Regions from separate parts of the Mus musculus genome. Here region 2 is linked to region 1. The links are chromatin contacts, called in public HiChIP or PLAC-seq maps. All regions are on one chromosome and are shown on one strand. The core of a region is the stretch at or near the end of the contact, and the rest is flanking DNA. Distances in the headings are between cores, read along the strand shown. Region 1 overlaps 1110002L01Rik (RIKEN cDNA 1110002L01 gene). Region 2 overlaps Dtnb (dystrobrevin, beta).

Region 1 (5,273 bases), core at 1,479-3,978:
TCCCCATAATTCCTCCCAGATCCACCACCACCTGCCTAAACTCCTCTAACTTCATATCTTTAATTTAAATCCATTGCCTCCAACATACACTGTCCATATAATTTTGGATGTGGGCCATCCATGAATTGTGGTGACACAGAAGCCACACCAAACAGAAAACTGATTCTTCCTCAGAGGCCACTAACTAACCATAGTTCTTCAGTTGGGATTAGAGGGTAATTTATTTAGATTTTTAAAGTCCTCGGTGATCTCTCTAAAGATGGACTGATTGATTCAATGAATATTCATTTTTATGTCAGGCATGCTATTTCAAGCTTGTCATCATATTCATGGAGGCAGAGACAGGAGAATTGCTATTAGGTCCATGCCAGCCTGGCCTACACAGTAAGTTTCTAAACAGTTTGGACTATATAACTAGACCTGTCTGCAAACAAACAAAACCACAAGGTTTATTTTTAGCAAGGTATGGTGATGAAGTTCTTGTGACTCAGGATGGCTTGGGCCCAGCATTTCAACGCCCTGTCCCAAGAAATACAACAAAACCAAACACAGAGGCACATGATTGTCATGTCAACACTAGGAAGGTTTCTGCTAGAAAAACAGAAAGGAATGGGCTAGAGAGATAGCTAGACTTAAAAGGACTTGTTGTTCTTCCAAAGGACTTGGGTTCCTAGTACTCTGTGATGGTTTGTATATGCTTGGGCCAGGAAGTGACACTATTAGGATGTGTGGCATATTTGGAGTAGGTGTGTCACTGTGGATGTGGACTTTAATACTCTAGTCCTAGGTCCCTAGAAGTCAGTCTTCTCACAGCAGCCTTCAGATAAAGATGTAGAACTCTCAACTGCACCATGCCTGTCTAAATGCTGTCATACTCTGCTTTGATGATAATGGACGGAACCTGTAAGCCAACCCCAATTAAATGTTGTCCTTATAAGAGTTGCCTTGGTCATGGTGTCTGTTCACAGCAGTAAAACCCTAAGATATATCCAGATCAGGTGGTTCTCAATTGCACAATTTCAATTCCAGCTCTAGAGCATCTGATGTTCTCTTCTGAACTCCAGAGGAAACTGTTTGTGTGTGTATAACCACACCAGGACATGTAGGTTGCTTTTGTTTTTTTTTGTTTTGTTTTGTTTTAAGATTTATTTATTTATTTATTTTCATGTATATGAGTACACACTGTAGCTGTACATATGGTTGTGAGCCTTCATATAGTTGTTGGGAATTGAATTTAGGACCTCTGCTCTCTCTAGGCAACCCTGCTCGCTCAGTCCCTGCTCGCTCGACCCAAAGATTTATTTATTATAGATAAGTACACTGTAGATGCACCAGAATAGGGCATCAGATCACATTATGGGTGGTTGTGAGCCACCCTGTGGTTGCTGGAATTTGAACTCAGGATCTTCGGAAGAGCAGTCAAGTGCTCTTACCAGCTGAGCTATCTTACCATCCCCCAACATGTGGATTTTTTATTTGTTTGACAGGGTCTCTGTATATAGCTCTGACTGGCCTGCAACTTACTATGTCTGGTCTCAAACTCACAAATAATCCACCTGCTTCTGCCTCTTGGGTTTAGAGGTATGTACCATCATCATACCAGGTTGAAATAATTTTTAAAAAAGAGTGCTTACTGGTTATTTGTGAAAGACTATGATTTAAATGTTAAGAATGGGGCTGGAGAGAAGGCTTAGTGGTTAAGAGCTCTGGCTGCTCTTCTAGAGGTCCTGAGTTCAATTCCCAGCAACCACATGGTGGCTCACAACCATCTGATGCCCCCTTCTGGTGTGTCTGAGCTACAGTGTACTCATAATAAATAAATAAATCTTTAAAAAAATGTTAAGAATGCAGAAATAGAGCAGATGCACAAGGCTCTGTAGTCATGAAACTTTATTTGAATGAGCATAGTGGAGGAGTTAAGGCAACATCAAAACTGATGTTGAAGAACCAGACTTGATGCTGTGTGCGGTAGGGTTGGGAGTTAAAAACCAGCTTCGGCCACATACCAAGTATGCATGAGACCACACTGAGCCACATAAGCCTCCCCCCCCCCCACCTCCTTAAAAATAAGGGCCGGAGAGATGGGTGGCCATTAAGAGCACTGACTGCACTTGCAAAGGATCCAAATTCAGTTCCCAGCACACCCACATGAAACCAACAGCTATCTGCAATTCCACTTGTAGGGGTTCTGATTTCCTCTACAAGCCTCTCTGGCTATCCACATACACGTGGAACACACATAGCATGTGTATTTCTTAGAGATTCTTAAAACCTCAGGTGGTGGTAGCACATACCTTTAATCTTATAACTCAGAGGCAGAGACAGGTCCGGGCCAGCCTGGTCTACAGATAGAGTTCCAGAACTGCCAGGACTATACAAGAGAAACCTTGCCTGGAAAAAAGACAAAACAAAAAGCCTACTAGTTAATATGCTAGTGTGTGACTGGGTGTGAGCACCCATAAGTCACAAAGAAAGCCACTGGAAATTTGACATTAAGTTGAAGCAGAAGACAGAGAAGACAAGGTACTAACCTTGTCAAGAGCAATACATGGGACATTCCAGCAGTTTTCAACCTATGGGTCACACCCCCTTTGGCAAACCTCTACTTCCAAATATACTTACATTACAATTCATAACACTAGCAAAAGGACAGCTATGAAGTAGCAACGAAAGTAATTTTATGGTTGGAGGCTACCACAGCATGAGGAACTGCATTAAGATGTTGAGAACTAACTGAGCTAAAGGGAAGGGGACATGTGAAGACACTGCCACAGCAGAAGTCCCTATGACCATGAAACAGGAAGGCATTTTTAAAAAAGAGTCGAGTGGAAAAGGATGTGGGAAGAGTGGAGAAGAAGTGCAGGCTTGGGGAACTTGACAAGATGGAGCTTGCAGAGAAAAGGGACTGTATGATGTAGTTGTCTTAGAGAACAGGAGAAAGCATACTGGGAGAAGTGTAGTAAGGTTGGTTGGCAGCCTAGAGAGCCATCCTAAGATGTGTGGTCTTGAATTTAAACTAGAATGTGCCCACATTACTTGAAGGGTAAATAAAATGAATGGAGGTTTCTGATTTAGATACTAAAAAGTTAACTAGCTATCATTAGAGGCAGAATATATTGGAATAAGGAAAATTAAGCCAATCTAGTCCCCTTTGATACTGTTGGCAACCTAGAGGAGAGATAAGTAATATACCATGTGGGGCTGGCAGGGTGGCTCAACAAGTACTGGTGCTGACCACCAAGTCTGTTAGCTTGTGTTGGATCCTAGAACCCATACAATTGGAGGAAAGAACTGATTCCTGTAAGTTGCCCTCTGATCATTTGCATACCATGGCATATGTGCATGCACACACACACACATACACACTTAATAAAATGTTACAATTAAAAATCTTTTAGTAATATACAGTATCTTCTAATTGTTGATTAAAGATTAAAAGTTTTTTGGTTTGGGGAGTTTTTTGTTCATTGTGTACTGGCTAGTTTTGTGTCAACTTGACACAGGCTGGAGTTATCACAGAGAAAGGAGCTTCAGTTGGGGAAGTGCCTCCATGAGATCTGGGAGAACTCACTCTGTAGACCAGGCTAACTTAGAAATCCGCCTGCCTCTGCCTCCCAAGTGCTGAGATTAAAGGCATGCACCACCATGGCCTGGCTAAGCCATTTTTTCAATTGGTGATCAAAATGGGGGTTGGGGGGTGGCTCATTGTGGGTGTTGCCATCCCTGGGTTGGTAGTCTTGGGTTCTATTAGAGAGCAAGCTGAGCAAGCCAGAGGAAGCAAGCCAGTAAGAAACATCCCTCCATAAACTGCATCAGCTCCTGCTTTCTGACCTGCTTGAGTTCCAGTCTGGACATCCTTTGGTGATGAACAGCAGTGTGGAAGTATAAGCTGAAGAACTTGCTTCTTGGTCATGATGTTTGTGCAGGAATAGAAACTCTGACTAAGACAGTTTGTTTTGGCAGGGAAGCAAGGTCTTATTATATAGCATAGCTGTCCTGGAACTTAACTGTGTAGACCAGTGACTTCCACTGGTTAGCTTTAAACACTAACAGAAATTCACCTGCCTCTGCCTCCCAAGTGCTAGAATTAGAGGTGTGTACTACTACACCTGACTTAAAGATGTGTCTGTCTTTGTTTTGTTTCTTTGTTGTTGCCTGGATTTTTGGGGGGTTGTTTGGTTTTGTTTTGTTTATTTGAGTCTCATAATACAGGATAGCCTTGAACTCACTTTGTAGCAGAGGATGGCCTAGAACTTCTTTCTGAGCCTCCTGCTTCTACCTCCTGAGTGCCAGGATTACAGATTGACCCACTACATAGTGGCAAGGATCAAACCTAGGCTTTAAGCACAATACACACATTTTCTAGCTGAGCCACCCTAACCCTGTAAGGTTTTCTTTGAAAGTACATTTATTGCATTTGGATATTTTTAGCCTGAGTGTCTGTGTACACCTGATACAAAATGCTATGATTTTTGCTGTTGTGGTCTAATAAACTGGAAGCAAATATATTCAGTCTCTGGTAGAATCGCTTCCTTATATTCCAAATACAGGAACTTGGCTCCTCTTCATGTTTCCACAAAACTTCCTTTTTTCCCTTTTGAGACATTTTTTCGTCTTGTATGTCAGGATGGTTTAGAATTGGCTATGTACCCAAGGATTGCCTCTACTTCCTGGCTTTTCTGCCTTCATCTCCTGAGTGTTTCGACTACAGGTTTTATCCTGTCCTCCTGTAGACAGACATCAGAGGTAAACCTCTCAGATCGTTCCTTAAGTGTCATCCACCTTGCTTTTTGAAGCATGGTCTCTCATTGCCCTGACGCTTGCTGGTGAGGCTAGGCTGGTTGGCCAGCAAGCCCCAAGGGCACTGTCTCGGTCTCCCCAGCACTAGGATTAGAAACAGATGCCACCACACCACAGCTGGCTTGTTTACCTCGGTGTTTACATGAGAATTGCACTCACAATTTTATTGTTTTAGCAGAGGGTGGGGGTGAGGGTTGTTTGTTCATTTTAGGCTTTTCTCTGTGTAGCACTGGTTGTCCTGGAATTCACTCTGTAGACCAGGCTAGCCCTGAACTCACAGAGATCTGCTATCTCCCAAGAACTGGAATTAAAGGTGTGTACCACCATTTGGCTTGGATTCAAGGTTTTATACTTATGAAGCAAGGACTTTACTGAGTACATTATCTTCCCAGTCTGTCTCTGTCTCTCGAGACAGCATCTCACTGGAACTCACTATGCAGGCCAAAATGGCCTTGAACTCCCAGAGCTCCCCC
Region 2 (5,775 bases), core at 948-3,447, 340 kb before region 1:
ATGACAACAGGATGGAGGACATTTCAGTCTCCATCTCTTTCCCTGACTCATGGATACCTGCCAGGCAGCAGATGGCCTGTGTGGACGATTACCTCCACTTTGCCGCAGTGTATTTAAATTAAACAAACTGGCCTCTTTGCTGCTGGTTGTCAGGTGCCTTGTCAGAAAAACAAAAACAAAATCCAGGGAGAAAGGAGCTATAAGTCTGAAGTTCAGGCACTGCAGCTGCAGCTGAATGGAGATGGGGGCAGATAAAGATTGGGCCCAGGACATCTCCCCTCAGAGAAGAGGTAAAAGCATCACACACCATTCTGAGCTGCTGCTGGCACTGTGCACTGTGGAGAGAGGGTGGGCTGTCTCCACCGCATCAGCCCTGCCGCAGGATGAGAAAATAACTACCTCATCAACTGCTGGGAGTCAGGACTGGGCATGGGAGCCACAGTGCATGCATAACAAGGGAGCAGGGAGAGAAAAGACCAGCATCCAAAGGCAGCTGGATATATCCCGTCTGGGCTGAACTGAAGCAAGGGAAGGAGGCACTGGAACATCCTGCCTCAGCAAGCACCCATTTACAAAAACAGGCCATCATGACCTTTAAAAGACAAACCTGGTTTCCAGATACCCCATAGAGTACTGAGACTTTCTATGATGTTGCACTGCTCCAAGAATATGTATTTCTCTATTGTGTATCTGGTGGAAGGATAAGGCCCCCAACAGGTCTGCATATGGTCCCTCTGCAGAGAACTGGCATCTGTTTGTTTCTACACCATGATGGGAAACTCAGGACCCATATATAACCTGTCTCACTGCAGAGACCTATGCGGTCTTCTAGGATTGCCAAGATTCTCTAAGTGAATCAACAGTATTGGGAGGGGGTAGTAGTGTGCATTTGGCTTTCAATCATGATTTTGTCTCTACCTGAATCACTGTTATATAGAAGCTAAGACGAACTTCTGGACTCAAAAGGGTAGAAGGCAAGGTGTTTATTTTTCTTGGTGCAAAGAAGAAAGCATATTGAATTTCTGGAACGAAGCACAACGTACTATGACTTACAATAAACTCAAAGAACAAAAAGAAAGTTGATATATAAAATCTTAGTTAAGAAAGTTCATACATTCTAAGACTAGAATTCTCCAGTCTTTTCCTGGGTTGGCTACCCCTATGTAAGATGGTCTCTCCATTGGGTCCCCAAAACCAATTCTCAGATAAATGGTCAGAAACCTCACTAAGAGAAAAGTGTCTCATGGACAGTACCAAATACTCAGGTTGCACATAAGAAACAAGACTAGATAGGACCTGGAGGACGTGGTTAAAAAGGTAAGGCTAGGTCAGTAAGAGGGTGAGAGCTCAAACCTACCAATCAGTGATAGTCTAGAATGCAACAAGGCGAACTGAAATTCCACTTCTATGATAATACCTTGTTCAGTAACACTCCTCCTGGAGCTGAAGAGATGGCTCTGTGTCTGAGAGCACAGGCCCCTCTTCTAGAGGAGCAGAGAGTATGGTGCTCAGCACCTCTGAGCCAGTGGTGATTCCAACCCATATCTGCCTGGCTAGATCAGCTGGAGTTTTAGCTGCACAGTTCTAGGTATCTAGAAGGTATTTCTCTGTAACATGGCCAAGAATATTACAGCCAAGACCACACCTAACCCAGAATAATCTCTTTCCACTGTTTTCTTGGCAGGGACATTTATTTTCCCAGATTCTGGGGTTCTAAATCTAGAATCCATGGCTTACTCTGTCTTGTCTTTGGCTGTTTTTTTGTTTTTGTTTTTTAATGATATCTGGATAGTAGGTAGCATTCTGGAAAGAGTGTGTGTTCGGGAGGATTTCTCTAGTCTAGTGTGTGTGAGTTTCCTAGGGAACATGGGGAACAGTTTTCATATCATATACACATTACAGTCAGGAAAGCAAAATACAGAAATACAGTATATGATGGAAATAAGATAGAAGAAAGCCTCTTAGCTTGTCTTTTATGGAATGATCAAAACAGAGGCATACCCCTCAGATCCAAGAATTATTTCTCCTTTCTAATCATTCTCACTAAAAACTTCCTGCCAGTGTTCACAGAGCTCTATGAGAACATAATTATATTTCCTCTTTTTACAAAATGAAACCAAAACCAAAACAAGGAACTGCTGGGGCCCTGCAGGGAGCATAGGAGCAAGAGGGATAAACATGCACTCTGGGTAGACGTCCACACGCCATCTGCAGGCCACTGGATCCAGCCGACAGCTGTGCGTGCAGAGACTGAGGCCCAGGGCAAAGGCTGTGGGGTTACCTTGAAGTACATCAATTCATCCACTCACCAAAAGCCAAGGTTTTGCAGACTTAGGAGGCAGGAGTGTAACTGAGGCTCAGGATGACAATGATCTGACTTCTATTTCCATATTTAAGGCATTGTGCCAACCAAGAAGTTACATTCCTACTAACCAGAAAATTATGTCCCTACTATTTGAGAATGGAATTTGTGTTCGTTTCTTTTGAATGCTCTAACAGACTGAGCATTAAACAGACTCTGATATATGTGGCAGAGCATTGCGAGTCAGAGTCAATGTAACTCCTGGCTGTGTTGGAAGTCGATCCAGGCTTCTGTTATGGGGTGAGAAACATGGGAGCTGTATGAGAGGAGCATAGAAATCCTTCATGGAAAGCTGGACCCCAGGCCATGGACACATACATGGACAGCTTAATTTTAATTGAGCCTTAAGAGATCCAGAAGTGCCGGGTGGTGGTGGCGCATGCCTTTAATCCCAGCACTTGGGAGGCAGAGGCAGAGAGGCAGAGGCAGAGAGGCAGAGGCAGAGAGGCAGAGAGGCAGAGAGGCAGAGGCAGGCAGATTTCTGAGTTCAAGGCCAGAGAGAGAGAGAGAGAGAGAGAGAGAGAGAGAGAGAGAGAGAGAGAGAGAGAGAGAGATAGATCCATATATCCAGAAGTGATATGATATGTTATACTGGGGGGAAATACACATCTGAGATGTCTCCTAAGGGAGCTGGGATGTTTAGTCCTTCCAGATCTGGAGTGATCTGGACTGTATCCAGATGAACATAGTCATTGCTGTCTGTCTGTCTGTCTGTCCGCCCGCCCGCCCGTCCGTCCGTCCATCCATCTATCTATCTATTCACCTATCTATTTATAGAAAGAGTCTATATTGTCCTGGGTGTCCTGGAACTTGCTCTGTAGACCAGGCTGGCCTCTAAATCACAGAGATTCACCACCTCTGCCTCCTCATTGCAGGGATTAAAAGTGTGTGCCACCACACAGAGCTGAAATTTGTTTTTCTGACTCCTTGTAAAGAGGATTTCTTCGTCACAACTCAGTCTCCTGAATGGATCTGCCTATTTCTTGAGAGTAGCTGGACCAGAATTGCTGCTACAGGCACGTGAACTGGTTATGTTCCTCACAATTAATACAATGATTAACTTGTGCAGTCTTCTTGCTAATGGTGGTTTTCCCTCAGCAAATATTTATTGAGTATCTGCAGTGCAGCAGGCTGGGTTAGAGACTGGAAACACAACAGTAAAGAGAGCTGGCAAGGTCCTTTAATTACAGACTCATGATGGTTGGGTCATGATTAACCCTAAATCAGCCAGTCTAGTGGAATGAGCTTCTTAAACTACGGGGTGAGTGAGCAGTCTGATCTGAAGAAGCCATGAGGAAAGAGAAGAAAAGAGAATGAGGGAAGAGAGACAGAAGGATTGCTAGGTAAGGTCACTCAAGGTGCTGAGAGAGTGGCTGGGGCTGAAGGCAAGGCCTCAATAAGGTGTGCTTATCTATTTATTCACTTATTTTCAGTGCTTGGGATGGAGTACAAGGCACTATATCATATATGCTAAGGATGGCAATACCTCTGACCTCTAGCATCAAACATTTTAAAGTAACAGTACTACTATCCACTGTTCTCAAGTTCTTGCAAAGTTAAAATAACTATAATATTGTGATATAACAAGTATGAATTTGGTCTTCTATCCTAGGTTCAGTCACAAAAGCTTCTAAAAATCTTTAGACTCACTAGAAAGTTAAGAGTATATGTGGGGGCTGTTGAGATGGCTCAGCAGTTAAGAGCACTGACTGCTCTTCCGAAGGTCCTGAGTTCAAATCCCAGCAACCACATGGTGGCTCACAACCATCCGGAATGAGATCTGATGCCCTCTTCTGGGGTGTCTGAAAAGACAGCTACAGTGTACTTACCTAAAATAAATAAATAAATCTTAAAAAAAAAAAAAAAAAAAAAAAAGAGCATATGTACGCTAAGGCTGCTTTCAGGAAGGAGCTGTTTGTTTGCCAGAAAGCCCACAGCATGATTCAGTGTTAGACCTTGGTGCCCTCTACAGACCTCTGAGGAACATGAATAGAGACGAAGCTAACCATCTTGAATGAAGGGGTTAGTGAACACCTACATGCCAGGGGGGGGGGGCAGTGTCCACAGTACAGGGGGAAAACTCCTGTACTGGGACCTTCTAGACCTTGAAGTATGTACCTCTTTATCTATCTGTACATTTGCATCCTAACAACAAAGAAGAGGTTCTGTTAGTTGTGCAAGCCATTATTGCAAATGATCAAACTTAAGGAAGAGGAAAGAATTTTCAGTCAAATCAGACTGAAGTGCAGGCAACTGGAGCCCCAGTGCTTACAGCTTACAGGTATCTCAAGTCAGAGTCAGTCTTGTGAGATGAGCCCTTAGCCCAGGCTTTGGTGTTACACCCAGTTAGTCAGTATCATAAACAGTTAAATGACAGCACCACCAGTGGGTGCCTAGAGTGAATTGAAAAACTGTTTGGCGTAAAACCCCACATATTTGGTGTTTGAAGTGTTCTCTGAGCAGAATCTTAATAGCAGTTAGCATAAAACCTTGTAGGGGTTGGAGAGATAGCTTAGTGGTTAAGAGCATTTACAGCTCTTCCAGAGGACCACACTATGGCTCACAACTAACCTGTAACTCCAGTTCCAGGGATCTGACATCTTCCTGCCTCTCTGCCCCACCACTCACCCCACAGTAACTCTTCATTTAGAAAGTTTTGTCACACTCAACAATGGCACAGGCCACAGATGGTTTGGCTCAAAAGACTTACACTCTTTTTCACTCAACAATGACACACGCCACAGAAGGATTGGATCTAAAGACTTCGTCTTCTTGCAATCTTTTTATCTTACAAATGTGACCATGGGTGAGTCCAGTGTAAACCCTGTGGGGTGGGCAGGAGCTTTTCCCATTTAGATGGACATAGTCCTTTCAGGATGTAAGGACCAGGACACTGCTTGGGCTGTTGGATGTGGAAAATTCCTTTTTTGATCTCAAGAGATGGTGATCTCACGAAGAATGAAAGGTCACTATGCAAGTATGTTGTGCTTGAGTCAGCATCTCTAACAGCCCAGGCTGTCCTTGAACTTGTTACTTAACTTAAGATGACCTTGAACGCCTGATCTTTCGGCTTCTACCTCCCAAGTGATAGGGTCATAGTCATGTCCACCATGTACAGCAAGGACAGCATTAAATTAGCCTCATAGGTTGACAATTTCATATTTCACAGATTACATGTTATTTCATAACATTTGAAGAAAATATAACAATCACAAAAGTTCTGCTACAGCTTGCTGCCCTCAGCTCAGACAGGGAGGAGGGTCCCTCCAAGTCATGGGTCCCTTTGGGCTGTCACACTCAGAGACAGAGATATCAGGAAGTGCTAGTGAGGTAGCTGTTAGAAATGAACTCCCAGCAAGTGCTTCTGGGTACAGGGATGCAGAGAACGAGGGGTGCTGGAGGTCGGTCCCTGC

Evidence for each region. HiChIP or PLAC-seq counts read pairs in DNA pulled down with a chosen protein or histone mark.
Region 2: a contact with region 1 is called in an H3K27ac HiChIP or PLAC-seq map of microglia, with 4 times the contacts expected there. The contact joins two enhancer-like sites. A contact is called at or near these places in 1 of 115 datasets of contacts at active chromatin or transcription factors (microglia) and 1 of 9 other capture datasets (adipose tissue).

Annotation. Positions count from the first base shown.
Region 1 is chr12:3,418,211-3,423,483 of GRCm38.p6, reverse strand. All of the region lies in intron 1 of 1110002L01Rik (RIKEN cDNA 1110002L01 gene), which reads left to right. Among named protein-coding and RNA genes, the nearest start is that of 1110002L01Rik, 5.9 kb to the left of the region's middle. Within about 2 kb of position 2,728, at least 23 of the 459 cell types and tissues checked have an H3K27ac peak or open chromatin away from gene starts, as enhancers often do. A contact at or near this core is called in microglia, where this site is marked.
Region 2 is chr12:3,756,028-3,761,802 of GRCm38.p6, reverse strand. All of the region lies in intron 15 of Dtnb (dystrobrevin, beta), which reads right to left. Among named protein-coding and RNA genes, the nearest start is that of Dnmt3a, 48 kb to the left of the region's middle. Within about 2 kb of position 2,197, at least 112 of the 459 cell types and tissues checked have an H3K27ac peak or open chromatin away from gene starts, as enhancers often do. A contact at or near this core is called in microglia, where this site is marked.